2 separate regions of the Capra hircus genome follow, and region 2 is linked to region 1. A link is a contact called in public Hi-C data. All regions are on one chromosome and are shown on one strand. The core of a region is the stretch at or near the end of the contact, and the rest is flanking DNA. Distances in the headings are between cores, read along the strand shown.

Region 1 (7,608 bases), core at 3,621-6,120:
ATAGATTTAATAGAGAATTAATTTACGCTAATAATTAGGGAAACATCCTTATGAGAGAAATATTTAATGTTACCAAAGAGATTTAAAAGAAAAAATTTTCATCTTTATTACATATTATTTACTAGGCTCCATACTGACCCAAAAATGAATCAGATAACGTTTCAATATTTTCCCATTTAAAAAAAAAGTCTATGTTAACCAAAGAAGAAAAATTGTTTTTAAATATTGTAGAACACTTTACCTCAGCAAGCTATTTCTCTTACTTCTAACTTCATACCTGCACTATTAACATGATGTTATATCCTAAAGCAGATTAAAAATGAAAATGAAATCCTACATCCTCTACCTTATCATCCCTATTAACATTATACCATTATAGGAAACCAGTAAAATAACACCTTAATAAAAAGTAACGAGTACCACAATTTTTCCTAGAGTTCCTAAAAACAGTATATTTTTGTGGGATCTACAGGAAATGCATCATATTCATGAATTAAAAAAAAACTGTATAAAGATGTAAATTAACCTAATTTACGTTTCATGCAACTCTAAACAAAACTTTAAATATTTGGCTGTTTTAAAACTTTGCCAAATTTATTACAAAAGCAGGGAAAACTCACTTAGGAAATTATGAAAAGGAATGCTATGTACTGTCCCTTCATATATTTATATAGTCTATAGCACTACAGCAGATAAAGCAGTACTGCTACATAAACAAGTCCCAGTTACAGTGTTGTTAACCTGCTTTTAAATTTTACATAAACTATTTCCGTGAGAAGCTGAAAACACTGCCTCTCCCCAGAAAAACTTGCAAATTATGTTCACTCACATAAAACTGTGTATATCATGGAACCCATGCAAGTTTTCAAACCTATCTATAGATCCCCCAAAGGTCAATGGGCCTAATTAAATAGCCCTAGTAAATGAAGCAGAACTGACAGCTCAAACCTAGTAAGCTATGGTCAAAGAAGCATCTTAAAGCAATAAGAAATGAATCACCAACACAAAATTCAAAGAAAATTAGATATTTGGAAAAGACTGAAACTAGCAACCCATCTTTACCCAATGTCAAAATAAACTCTACGTAGATGCAAACCTATTTTTTAAGATAATTAAAACACCTGGAAAAAATAAACAGAACAATCATTTAGTTCCTCTTATAACAAGTAGTATTTTTTATGCAGAGAAGTCTTGGAAAAATAATAAATAAAAAGTAGTGCATATCACTACATTAAAATATAACAATTCTAAGTAGGTAACACCATGTCCAAATCTGCAAACCAATAGATTGTAGACAGCCAGGTTCTTCCATCCATGTAACGTTCTAGGCAAGAAATACTGGAGTGGGTTGCCACTGCTACTCCAAGGGATCTTCCCAACCCAGGAATCTAACCCATATCCCTTGTGTCTCCTGCATTGGCAAGTGGATTCTTTACCACTGTTCCACCTGGAAGCCCATAGCAATTGTTTTAAAAAATTTAACTGGAAAAAAACAAAAAAACTACAAAAAATATGAAAAGCAATTTTCATATTCACAAATAACTGTTATAAACAAATAAGAAAAATATTAACATTTACCACAAAAAAAGATACACAAAATATCCTCAAACAGCAAAGTCAAGAAAAATGAGAAAGTTGCATATATATTAAATGTTTAAAAGTTCAATTTCACTAGTTACCAGGAAAAAAAGTAAATAAGCTACTGTTTCTCAACCACCAAAATCATGGTGGCGTGGGAAATGCTTTTCAAAAAAACTAAGTTTTTATCTATTTTGTAAATTACTTTAAAAGCCCTTTGAAACAGCAATTTCAAAGAAATAAGATATAGACTATGATTCATGTACAACATATTCACTGTAGCTTTATTTACAATAGAGAAATGCAAAATGAACAAAATATTCAATAAGGAAAGTCTTAGTACATTCTTATTAAAAACACTGATATTTTGTGGCTGTTTAAAAATGTATTTCAAGAACATTTGATAATTTAGGATATTTTCACAAAATGAATATCATGCAATCATTTTTGAAAAACATACTTCTAAAGAACAATGAAATGGATAAATATCCACAATATAACAATAGGTTGTGTGTGTGTGCATGCTCAGTTGTGTCCAACTCTTTGCAATCCCATGGACTGTAGCCTGCCAGGCTTCTCCATCTATGGAATTTCCCTGGCAAGAATACTGGAATGTGTTTCCTCCTCCATGGGATCTTCCCGACTCAGGGATCAAACCCATGTCTCCTATACATCTCCTGCATTGCAAGCGGATTCTTTTCCACTGAGCCACCAGGAAAGTAAATAGCCACAATACGACATTATGTGTGTACGCATATGCTTAGGTTAAGGGGCAGGAATGAAATTATGATCCAAAAGATAGACTAACTGATCAATCAATAAATAGGAAAGTCACAAAAACATTTAGTGTGTTTATTTCTAATTAACTTTTGACACCTTCTAAACGTGCTAAAACAAGTAAAAAGTTTTAAATATCAATATTCAAATCACAATTTAAAGAAAAAACAAACTTTAATGGCTTTGGCTTAAGTATTCAAATCTTTTTTTCCTGAATTTTTTGTTTAAAATGTACAAATCTAAAAGGATTTTAAGTGACTCCCAGTAACAGAATTAATTCAGTATTTATTCAGTCTTAATAGTAACTTAAATTCCAAATCATGCCTGTTATTCAGAGTACTAATGAACAAAAAATATTAGACGTTCAAACAGTACATTATTCTTAGTTTTAAGTTTATAGAACTATACTTGCCTTTCTAACAAATAGTGCCCATCACTACAAAACAGCAAAACTGTCCTACCAATACATATTTACATAGTTCGTTATGTTCTTCAGTGTTGTCAAGTGCCTCTTGTAAGCTTCAACATTAACCTGAGGCAATCATTTGTATATGCAAATGAAAACATAAGTTTAAATATATAAAACAAAATATTTCACTTTTCTGAGAAGTGCAGAATGAAACGTGTCCTAGACAGAAGTTCTTTTCTTAACCTTACTATGTACGCATACACAGACACAGAAAAAAACATGTTTCAACTCCTAAATATTTGAAATTATATCTGGAGATGGAAGGGGTGTGCTGGGTAATCAACCTGGAAGCATAAAAGGGGGGAAAAAAAAATCACACAACTGCCCTCTAAATATATTTCTGTGTAAAAGACTTGGAGGTTCAAAAATTATATCACAACAACAAATACTCTGTTCAGAAAAAAAGAATTATTTCTATCACTGCATTCTATCCCCTGTGTGATGTCATTTTTTTAAAAACCCATCAACCAAAAGTATTCCTTTCAACTACATCTATTTAATTCTTATTAACAGTACCTGTAGGCAATAAAGTCCCTAAACCAACGAAGATTATAAAGCGACAGCCACTTCTTCATTTGACAAGTGACTAATTTTAAGAGTTACATAACCAAGAAAACAGTTGTTGCATATACAAGACAAAGATGACATTTATGACAACCATTTACAAGTTTTCAGGCCAGTAAGAAATAATTTGCACAATGGTGGAATTCTATTAAATCGTATAAAACTTCTCCCAAAGGCTTACCTAAGATTTAAATATAGTGACACTACCATTTTAAACTAAAATAATCAGGATACTTTAAGAAACTAAAACCAGGAACAGACAACTTTAAAAACCAAACACAAACTGTATCTTACACACATTTATATATAGCAGGCTGTTTTTTTAATCAACTGATTTATTGATGATTCACAATCTCCTCATAAAGGCCTCAGGGTAGTTGTAGAATTCTTTATCAGGAAAATTTACCGAGTTTGAGTTATATTTTACATATCATTACAATTTTAAAAGTCAAAGTAACAAATATAATCTAACTGAAGCAGTACTAGACATGCAATCAAAAATAGAAAAAATGCAAGCAAGGTCAGAGGCACACCACTGATTAAAACTCCACCGACTGAAGATCCAATTATTTAAAAAAATATAAACACTTAAGGAGATTAAGATTTCTTTTTAAAACAACATTATATAGATTCTTTCAATGTCCCCCCCCTCTCATATTTCCAAACCTTAAACTGTTCCTATTTTGAAAACATTCCATAATAGAACTGGTAAGGATAGGGTTAAAAATGTAGTTGCAAATATGCAGTTCAAATAATTGCACTTCCCGTGAGAACACCACTAGGTGCTGATCTTTAGCTCCCTAAATATAAACGTGAATCCGGCAATACACTTAAAGTGAAATTAAAATCGAGAACCACAAATGGACAATCATTTTTACACAAAATTAAGTCCACAGCTTCTCAGAAAATAGGAGAAATACACACACACAAAAAAACTCTCAGGTCGCTACAGGAATACAGCATAAGAGAAACGTTTTCTTTGAAAAATATAGAAATTCCCGTGTAACAAAACGAAACCCCTCAAGAATGAAAAAAATTAAATCTAGAACCCGAATGGCGTCCAAGAACATTAGATCTTGAAAATGAATATTGCGCTTGCGCAGCCACCGCCCCGCCAGCTGCACAACTGCAGCTAGAGCCCGACCCCGCAAGATCACGTGCTCCCATGCAGCGCCCGCCCGCAGCTCCGCAACCGCGCAGGCGCAAACACAACTCCCGCAGCCGCCATAATGCGGTCTTGACTCTTAAGAAATACAATAGTAATTTAACAAAATGTGGTTATAACAGCCCCTGGGACTCACATATACCTTTCGGGGCGGGAGATGAGGCAGGAGGAACCAAGTTCCGTCCTACAGAGTCGTCCCGCGCAGCCGTCCCCACCGCTGCCGCCTCAGTCTCGCGCTCCCCACTCGCCGCGCCGCCGCTGCCTCCGCCGCCGCCTCCGCAGATTCAAAAACAAACCCGCTTCTCCCTTGCACGCGCCGGGGCCGTTATGCAAATTATTGTAGGCGGGGCTCGGTGGTCGTAATATTGGCCACGCCCGCCGTGCTTTCAGCCAATAGGCTCCCGGATTAGCTGTTCCCCATGCAAATCTCCAGGGTTTTTATTTGAATGAGAAATATTGGCCCCGCCTCCTGCCGTGGAAAAGAGAAGCTAGTCTGAGGTGGTGGCGCTGCGCCCTTTAGTTGCAGTGAGGTGTGTTTTTTGAGTGGCGCATCGCTCAACCGGTGAGTAGCACTTTGTGAGCGCCCTCTATGAGCCTCAGTAAAGAAGGAAGGAAATAGGTGGGTGAAAGTTAAAAGAGCTAGGGCAAGGTTTTCGAAAAAGACTATAGCATGTTACTTTATCGTGTATATTAAAAACTCGGAAAATATACTTTAAACTGTGTAAGTCACGAGAGAATGGCGCAAACACATCTTTATTTTCAGTTGTTCTCTGCCAGAACAAGCGCTTCCAGTTGTACCTTTCAACCTGTTGTATCCCTGTTACTTAGTTTTTTACTGCGAGCCAAACCCTCATGAAGGCCACAGAGTGCAATAAAAAAAAAAAAAAAAAAAAGCTGCTCGTGTTTTTTGAAGAATCTGGGCTTACGTCCAGTTACTCCTGCTTACTTGCTTGTTACTTGGAATAAGTGTTAGTCAGTTTTCTCATCTCCAAAATGATAATAACTGTAATTCAAATCAGTTGAGGAGGCTAAATGATTGGATAAATGTAAATGTGTTCTGCAAAGCAAAAGCAGACTGACAAATGGATAGTGAGGTTTTTTTTTTTTAATATCATTAGTAAACCCTGATGCTTAATCTATTCATTCAGTATTTATTTAGCAATGAGTGTGTTCCAGACCTATATTACTTTGCCCGTCTTTAAGAAATCTCTACTACAGTGGAGGAGACAAAAAAGTTAACAGGAGGTTTTTGTAAATAATTAGAAATTAATGTGGGGTGGTTAATATTTATTTCTATAATTTGATTCTGTCCTTAGCACAGAATATAGTACACTGGTGCTCAATAAATTACAAATAGAGGCTCAATTATAACAAATTATGTATTATAATTTAACACATAGTGCTCGATTATAAAATAGATGCTCAGCAAATTACAAATCTATCAATATTTAAAATTCTATAATAAGAAATGAGGTTGGTAGAGTTCGTTAGCTTTCTCTTTGTCTTCTATAAGCAACTAAAAAGGAATAATTTTCATAATAGTTCATTCTTAATTGTCTTGGCTAATGACAAATAATTGAACATGAACTCACCAGTTGGGCAATTTTCTTTCTTGCTCATATTCTAGACTTGCCGCCCCAAAACTCCACTTAGTTTTATTGTATTTTAATCTTCCCCCATATATCCTCAATGACATGTTTATAGGCTCTTTGGCTATTCTGCCTGCTGATTAATCTAACCAATCATTCATTGTTTCAATCAACAAGTACATCGTTTATTCTTTATTCACACACTTTCCGAAGCACTAGAGATGCCCAGAGGAAATGACACTGCCTCTAATCAGGAAGGAGTCATATATACAGATTCCCATTATGAGGTCATTACAATCATGAGGTTATATACTAAAAATAAAAGAAATATAAAACAAGAGAACATAAATCTTCTTGTGGAATGTAGGAAAACTTCACAGAATAGGTGATACTTGATCTGACTCATAATGTAGAACTTAAAGTGGCTGTCAGAATAGGTACAAAAGAAAGAAGATTCAAGTTAGGTAAAACAGAAATGCAAAGGCACTGTAAAGAGGAAAAGGTGTGGCTTAAATTTATAATAGGATGATACTTAGAATATTTATCAATCCTTGTGGTACCAGGCACTGACCAATTAGAATAGAAGAAGGTTTGAAGACCCCTAATTTACTAGATGTTGACGACAGAGGATGAGATGGCTGGATAGCATTACCAACTCGATGGACGTGAGTTTGAGTGGACTCCGGGAGATGGTGATGGACAGGAAGGCCTGGTGTGCTGTGATTCATGGGGTCGCAAACAGTCGGACACCACTGAGTAACTGAAATGAACTGACCTGACCTGAACTGAAACTTCTAGTTGTAGGTTTCTGGAGAGGTCCAGGGATTCTTCAGCTGAGCATTGAGACAGACTGGCTGGTAGGAGGGATATTTGGTGTAGAGCAGCTACTTACCAGTAAGTACTGAAGGATTTATATATTTTACCCTCCGTGATGGGCTTATTTATACATACAGACTGAATACTCTTCTAGAAAAAAAGTGGAGTAAAGCAATGTCACAGAGAAAATTCCAAAAAACAAAAAGACAGAAACCTAAAATAGTAAACATTTTAAAATGAAGAAATTGAGCAGCAATTGAACGAGGAAAATAAAACTTTTGAAAAACAATATAAACTTGAGAAAGGAACAGTTAAAGAGGAAAGCTAGAGTTTCTAAGTACTGTTAGAAACAGTCTAATTTAGTGCTTATAAAAATGAGCTCTGAAGATACACTACCTGAATTAAAATCTTGTCTCTGCCTGCAATGCAGGAGACCCTGGTTTGATCTCTGGGTTGAATAGATCCCCTGGAGGAGGGTATGGCAGCCCACTCCAGTTTTCTTGCCTGGATAATCCCCATGGACAGAGGAGCCAGGTGTGTGGCAGCCCATGGCTTTGCAAAGAGTTGGACACAACTAAGCATCACCAACTCGATGGACATAAGTTTGAGCAAGATCTGGGAGTTGGTGATGGATAAGGAAGCCTGATGTG
Region 2 (7,608 bases), core at 2,518-5,017, 81 kb after region 1:
TTTAATACTACAAGGATCAATCTTGGGGAGAGGGATTTTACGTCCCTGCGTTCTAGTAAATACTCTGAGTTGCAAAAAATTCACTGTAAAGATCCATTGTTTACACTCCTAAAGCAGGGTAAATTAGCAGTATCTACTGAAATACATTACCAGGAGAAAGGTCAACAAATTGAGGCCTTAATTTAGAATCAAAGGTCACTCAACGAACTCCTTACAAGGGTGACACTGGCAGGAGTTCTCAGCTTTGTTCCATATTGGGGGGTGACATCTGTCTTTAGGTCATCCTCTGGCAACAAAAAATCTGGGGATGCAGTGGAGAAGTGTAGTTTAAGGAAGTCGCTCAGGCAATTCCTGTAAAGTCACCCAGAGAAGGTAACCTGTTTTCCTTCCTGCCCAGTCACTGCACAATGGGGAGACATAGAGGCAGGCCAATCTGATTTTGGTCTTAGAGACTTTACAAGGGATTGGGCTCCTGGTGGGGGGGGGGGGCACCCAAAATCAGGTAGCGGGGTTTTTTTTTACTGCCACGAAGTAGCTGAGCTCTTACTGTTTCTGGCTCACATTGCCAGAAATTTACATTTAAAAATTACATTCTTTATAAGTTTGGGCTTTTATGGTAGATCGTTTGTTATTGAGCTTGTATTAAGTTTTGTTCTCGGTTTTGCGGGTGGGGACTGACTTCCGTGGCCCTGATGTCATCTTTAGGGAGGTCACGCCCTGGCTCAGCAAAGCTACAGTCTTCAAGGCTCAGGGTGTAGTCTGGTTGTTGATCATTTGAAAGCCTGGAGTAGTCGTCACCGGTCGACACACTGTCTTCTTTCAGCTCTCTGAGCAGGAGTTTCCCAACTGGCTGGAGTTGGAGGCTTGCAGGGGTGGGGCTGGAATGTCTTCCTCATTCCTTCTTCCCTTCCTCTCCACTCCCTCCCCCTCCACTCCCTTCCCCTCCCCTCCCCTCCCTTCTCTCTCCCACTCACTTACCCCTCTTCCCCCTCCCCCACCTCCTCCTCTTCTCTCCTCCTCCTCCTCCTCCCCCTTCACCGCCTCCTCCAGGCTGCGGTTGCTGGTGCGGGGGAGGGGGAGGGCCGAGTGGTTGGAAGTAGAGAGTGGGAAGGACCGGAGTCCTAGGAGGCCCGGTAGCTCCCGGGCCCCTGAGCACGTGGACAGGAACTCTGTTCACAATATCTGTAGAATGAGCATAAATTATGCAAAAAGGCAGGGTCCCCTTCACGAGGTCTTCTGAAAGGACGCACCAGTGTTTTAATGATAGTTTTACGGAGAGCCAGTTCATTCATGATTACTACTCTCCCATCTGTAAAATGGGGATGAAACAAAAGTTAAATATTATCCCCAAATAGGAAGCTTGTGTAACAAAGCTGTGTTCGTTTCCTCTGAACAGTGAAGAGGAACTAAGTAACTCCGCGTTGTTGATTTTATTCCAAACAAATACAGACCCTATACAGCAAATGTCTTCCTTTGTTCTGGGTCTTGTAAAGAGTCGTTTCTCTACAAAAAAAGGATCCCCTTGGTGCATTCCTTGGCCCAACGGGCCGCAGGGATTATGAAGAGAAAGCTCTCTGGAGCCGTTTTCCTGGCTGGAGACATTGTTCTGGAAAGCAGGCTGGGTTGCCATGGCTACGGCTCCCCAGCGGCCTCGCCCTGCCCCTTTCTACCCGGCCTGCCCATGCTGCCTGCTTGTACCAGGGTTGTCCTGACTTCAAACATTCCTCCCACACAGCACGGAAATGGCAGGGAAATTCCAAACTATAATTCCCAGATGGCCTCTGAGACCCAGAGGCAGAAAAAAATAATTCCTTGTACGGTAGTCCTGAATTGTCCTTGAAAAAAACAGCCGTTAGATTGAAAGCTTGTTGAAGGCAGGAACCACGTCCTCATCGCTGAAGCAATCCTCCCCTCTCACCTTTACCATCTTACCTCCCAGCCCAAAGTAGGCAGACACCAATGGGATCTGAAAAAAAGTCTATGACTATTTGCCAGCGAGGTGGCAGTTTAACAGGGGGTTAAAAACAAGGACTCGACCAGAATCTTGGTCTGCCACTTAATTTGATGAATTTGATGAAACACTTAATCTTTCCAAGCTCCATTTTCCTCATCTCTAGAATGGGAACAATAATGTCTAACTCAGAGGTATATGTGAATACTGAATAACATACTTTAATATATGAAGTACTTGTTATTGTGCCTAGCTTTATAGCAAGCTCTCGGTATTATGATTCTGTTTACTTCTATTACCTTCATCTCCTCTGTAGCCTTCTGCTTGTTCCTGTGGGGAGAAACACTGCCCCTACTAAAAAACAAATAGAAAAAAACCCCAACAAAAACCTTCTGGCAGAATCTGTATCAGCCCCAATCTAATAGTTAATGAAATGAATATAGAAGGGCTGCGTAAGTTATCTATTTGTGTAATAGCGTCAACTAGGGCATGCTAGTAACAAGCTTCATTTATGGAAGATTGGCGAACATAAATAATGCAAAGTGAATGTGTTTCAATGGTCCACCTATGCATGCATTTATGGTATAAAGATAAAAATAGCACGGTGACGTCTTTTAGTTTGACCTTCTCCCTCTCCCCTCCCCCAATCTCTCAGGGTATTTGGAAACTCTACAGACCCGGTTTTAATTGAATGTCTTTGAGTGTGTGTGTGTGTGTGTGTGTGTGTGTGTGTGAGAGAGAGAGAGATCTGTACACTCACAGGGGTCCCCACAGTCCTCTCCACACCAGGGCTGCCTTCCAACTCAAACAAGCCTTGGGGTCTGGAGCCACTTATCTATTGCCTCTGGAAGAGTCTAAACATCTTTGGGATACTCAGGGGACAGGGAATTTAGCACCCCACCCCCAAGTTTGCTCTTCCCCTCCCCCACACCTCACACCTCGCTAAATCCGGACTTTGGCTAGAATTCCTACGTAGCCTTTGGAGTTTAGGGGGGAATCAAGAGATGTAAGTGGTCCAGGAAGGCTCTGAGCCCAACCTGGCCGCAGGATGTGCACACCATGGACAGCTGTGGGCCACAGCTCAGACTGTTGGACTCTGAGAGGAGCCACTTCAGGGTGGGACTGATCAGATGTCCGAGGTTCTGGCACCTGGGGGAGGGGAAGCGAGGATAGGATTATCATTCCACTGTTACCTAATACTGCTGTGTCCCTTGGTTGAGAGTGTATGTACGGCTTGTATGTATTTTAGGGCACGAATTGAGAAGAGCATGTGGACAGTCCTGATTCGTGTATTGTCATTAATGCATAGAGCCGAAGGAGCCTGGTAATTACATGTGCAAGTATCCAGAGTGTAGCGCGCTCCCAAGACACCTTTGTGCGGTGTATGTTGAGGTTGTGCAATAATGCAGCAGAGGTGCAGAGAGGCGGTGTGAACTGCAGGGTGTGAAGTGTTCCCTTTCCTTCAGACTCTCACACATTCTACACCCCCAACCCCCCGGGATACACATTAAACCACCCTACACACAATCCTCCCCTCCCCCCACACCGCAGCCAGCTTTCTCTGAAAACTGATACCCTGAGGCCCTTTTCCCTCACCAGCCACAATTAGGGGAAGTATGAGGGAAAATGCGGACTGGATTCAGACACAAAGGCAGTGCTCTGTCGTTTTTACTTATTTAGTAGGTCGCTGTTCCGGCTCCAGGCCTTATATTTTATCTGACTTTGCTACTCCAGGAAACAGCTTTAGGCTCCTGCGAGTCCAAGCCAATTCCACTTCTCACTGCGAAGTCCATTTTGTATTTTCTGTTTCACCCTCGTCAAGTCTCAGCCGAGGCTGTTGTTCTCAATCCAGCTCAGAAACTGGCTCAAACCGCCCTGAACTGGATTTGGTGGCTGTTGAGACACAGTTTCTGCCTCTTTGTTAGGGCGGATCCGGCCTCATTTGCTCTTCAGTTTCCCTCCCTCCTGTTTTCCCAGAGTCACCACCAGCAATTCCCCTCCCCCTGCCTCTCCAGTTTGGCATTTTTTTACCCTTCCCTGGGCCAAGGCCCCATGCAATAGATTAAATTCTTTAATAAAATAGTGGATTTAGGTTGTAAACCTTAAGCTTTTGCGACATTAACTGTTTTCTTTTTTTTTTTTCTTCCAAATTTGTTATCTAACCAATTGACATGGTGCCCTTAAAATCTTGGCTCTCGTTCTAACCTAGAAATATCTTAAAATTTCACTCTAGATGGAAAGAACTTTAAATTTCACATAAAAGACTGAAAGGTGTTGGTGTATTACATTGTTAATTTGTTTTGTAACTATGTAAATAAACATAATTTATTCATTTCTTTGTTGAGAAAGGACAAAACATAATATGTACAGAATTTTTAAACAGTTACTTGTACTGGCTGTTGTAACCTCACGATTCCCAGAGAAAAAACTGAAGACTTGAGATGGTTTTGGTTTTTGAACATGTAATTTTAACCCTGGATCAGATTTTGTGAATTGTTTAGTGGAGAAGGCTGTTCGGAGAATGCGCGGGAACCATTTCTAACGTAATGCAGGTGGAGGCAAAACTCAGAATGTGACGGAATGAGGAGAGGACAGGGCTGGGCTTTTGTAAGTTTTCTTTGTATGAAATGTAAGCATTTCTTATGTTTTGGAACGAGAGAAGGGGCTGATTATGCAATACTGTGGAGGTAATAGATGTACACTCTAAAATGGCTAATTTTCTGTTATGTGGATTTTACCTCAGTCTTAAAATTTAAGCGTTTTCTGGACAAGAATTTTTCATTTTCTTCTTGTGGTTTTAAAATATCAGAAGAGAGATAATAAGCAACCATATTCGGGGTGTGGCTCCATTAGGTGCTTGACGACTCTCTGGTCTCCCTCTGCTGGCCAAAGTGAGCAGTGTGTCACGATGTCGCAAGGCCTTTTGAGCCTGTCTCAATTATATGTCGAAGCACAAACACTGGGCTGCTTTACTCAGAATCGTCCTCAATGCCTTGTTTCGTGTGCATTTTGTCTTACGTGGTTTGTACAGGGCTGTTTTACTGAACAAGGATCACAGATGTTTTGCTTCTGCGGTGTTACAAAGGATTAATTATAACTGAGCAACTTAAAATTCAGCCCTACATCTCAAAACAGAATCAAAAACGTCATTTTTCCTAGGCTAAAAACCCGAGTTAAATTGCTCATTTAAGTGTTTAGTTTCAGTAGAGCATAAAGCCCTGGAAAAAAGCCAATGATAACAGTAGATCTGGAAAAGCTACTTTTAAAATGCACTAAAAGACGGCTGGCTTTGTCTAGTGATTCACTACCCCGAGAAAGAAAAACTTACATAAAAAAGGTGAATCGAGTCATTGGACTTATGAGATTTACAAATTTTAGCTGGTTGGTGTGGAAAGAAAAGCAGTATATTGCTGTATAGGAGATCAGGTAATTCAGATCAGCCTTCTCTTTGGTAGATATCGCTTACTTTAGGATCTTCACACCTTCTGTTTCACATGCTTAAAATGCTTCTCCCTCCTCCAGTTCCTCCTGTTCATGGTTAAGCCTCACCTATCAAGCCTTTTCTTATATGCCACCTCTTCAGAGAAGCCTGCCTGCCTGGTTAAAACTAGATTTCTTTTACTTCATTAAAAGTAGATTCCTTATATAAAAATATATTCCTTGTTATCTTCTTATATGACATCCTCTCTTTTTTTGTTATAGGATCACTGTAACTTACAATTGTGTATATTTGTTTTCTTGAATATTCTTTTTCTCCTTCATTAGCTTTCTAAATCCCCTAAGGGCCATGCCTATCTGATCAGAACTATATAATCAGCTTTTGGAAGAGTACCTGGCCAAAAATAAATAAATAAATAAAATAACAAGGAATAAATATTTGTTGAACAGGTAAGTTAATTTCAAATACCCTGTTTGTAGCTCCAGTTCAGTACTTTCTGGACTACTTTTCTTCTTTTATACCTTGTAAGTGTTTCAAGAGTTACCTTGTGTTTTTTCTCTCTTGGACACTCTCTAAACAAACTATTGATTTGTTTTAGGGCTCCTTTTCTCAGAGTGTGAGAGCTACTGAGTGTAATGGAATTGTTACAGTTCCTCGAATTTTAAGCCACCTAAAAAAAGAGAGAAGCAGACTAATCATCAGTTTCTTACAGTCTGTGTTTTCTCTTCTGTGGTATCTGATTTTATTCTGAAACATCTCTCCCCATCATGTTCCCCTTCCTTTTTTGATTTCTGAACCTGGAGTTCTCTACTTGGTGCTCCCTTCCCTGCACCCCCCACCCCCATCAAAACCTTCCCTGTGATGGGGAAAGGGTCTACCAATTCTTCAAAAAAATCTCTTCCTCCAGTCCAGAGAAAGACTCCTCCATGCAGAGATTTAAATTCCCTGGAATTTGAAGTAGGCAATTTGCATTTCTGAGAACCTTTAGATTAGATGTCAGTCTTTTCTTTGGACTTCAGCCCAAAACAAGAGTAATCCCTTGGGGGCATTTCTTTACCTAGGCAAATTAACTATTATTGCACTCTTCCAAAAGCTGTGCTAGGGACTTTTGTGACCTGTGGTTTATTCTGTATTCACTGAATGGTTTTGATTGACTGATGGTTGTGTAACTGGTAGAATTTCCCTAGCTGCCTACAAAATGCTGTGACTTTCACCCTTTTTTAACTGGTATAAGGTAGTAATTAAGAGACTAAAACTACTGGAAGTCAGAAAAGTTCAAAGCTCTGAAGTTTTGGTTTTCTTATCCATTTTCTTTTTCATCTGCATGGAGTGAATGTCCACTTTTTAGTGTTGTAATAATCATTTTAATAGCTTTTGTAGAGCAATTACTTTACGCCAGTTACTATTCTCTATACATAACACTACATCTGTGTAGTATTCTTCATCAATATATGACTAGATAGATAGATAGAGTCATTTAATCCCAGCAACACTTTGGGTGTAGATATCATTGTGTCATTGTTTTACTGCTGAGGACATTGACAACACAGAGAGGTTAGGTAACTTCTCCAAGGTAACACAGCTAGTTGGGAGGCAGAACACATAAACTGTTTGGGCTGTTTGGGTTCTGAGTCTAGGAATATAAAACCCAAGTCTCATTTACCTGGCACAGGTGATTATTGCTAAATGTTAGTTTCTTATCTCCTCCCTTATTTCTATGAAAACACAAAGTCATTACTTCCTTAATACAAAACCCTAGAAATTTGGAACCAGCACAATCCCTTACTTTTTCGTTGAGGAAATGGAAGGCCAAAGAGCTTGACCCATTTGTACTGTAAGGCTGGATGGAAGTAGAACTGGATGGAATTGGCTCTTCTAACTAATCCATGAAGGAATAATGGTTTTCTGTATTGTGTTCTATTTCCTTCCTCTTAACATTTTTGAAAAGAAAGGAAAAATGATCCCTTTTATTAATTTCACTCCTACCCCCACCTCATTTTTCTGCAATTCAGTAACACAAGCTCCACTTGCAGAGACTTAACTAAATGGAATGCGCTGCTTTTCTGCCAGAGCACACAAGGGAGCAAGCTCCTGTTCGCCCCTGGCAAAGCCAGTACAGAGGAAAGTTAGTCAGCACTCACTCCTTTAATTATTCTTCGTCACTGTTTTCCCTCTTGATCCCCTCCCTACTTGTTTCTGGTTCCAGCTCTCTGTTTCC

Evidence for each region. Hi-C and Micro-C count contacts between places; a contact is called where the count stands out from the background.
Region 2: a contact with region 1 is called in a Hi-C map of blood, with 2.8 times the contacts expected there. The contact joins the enhancer-like site here to the promoter of ATF7IP in region 1. A contact is called at or near these places in 3 of 5 Hi-C or Micro-C datasets (all in blood).

The regions. Positions count from the first base shown.
Region 1 is chr5:94,090,473-94,098,080 of ARS1.2, forward strand. It overlaps ATF7IP (activating transcription factor 7-interacting protein 1), which reads right to left and starts at 4,871. Exons shown (of 15, transcript XM_018048451.1): 1 at 4,696-4,871.
Region 2 is chr5:94,172,559-94,180,166 of ARS1.2, forward strand. No RefSeq gene overlaps it. Among named protein-coding and RNA genes, the nearest start is that of ATF7IP, 81 kb to the left of the region's middle. Within about 2 kb of position 3,768, at least 3 of the 5 cell types and tissues checked have an H3K27ac peak or open chromatin away from gene starts, as enhancers often do.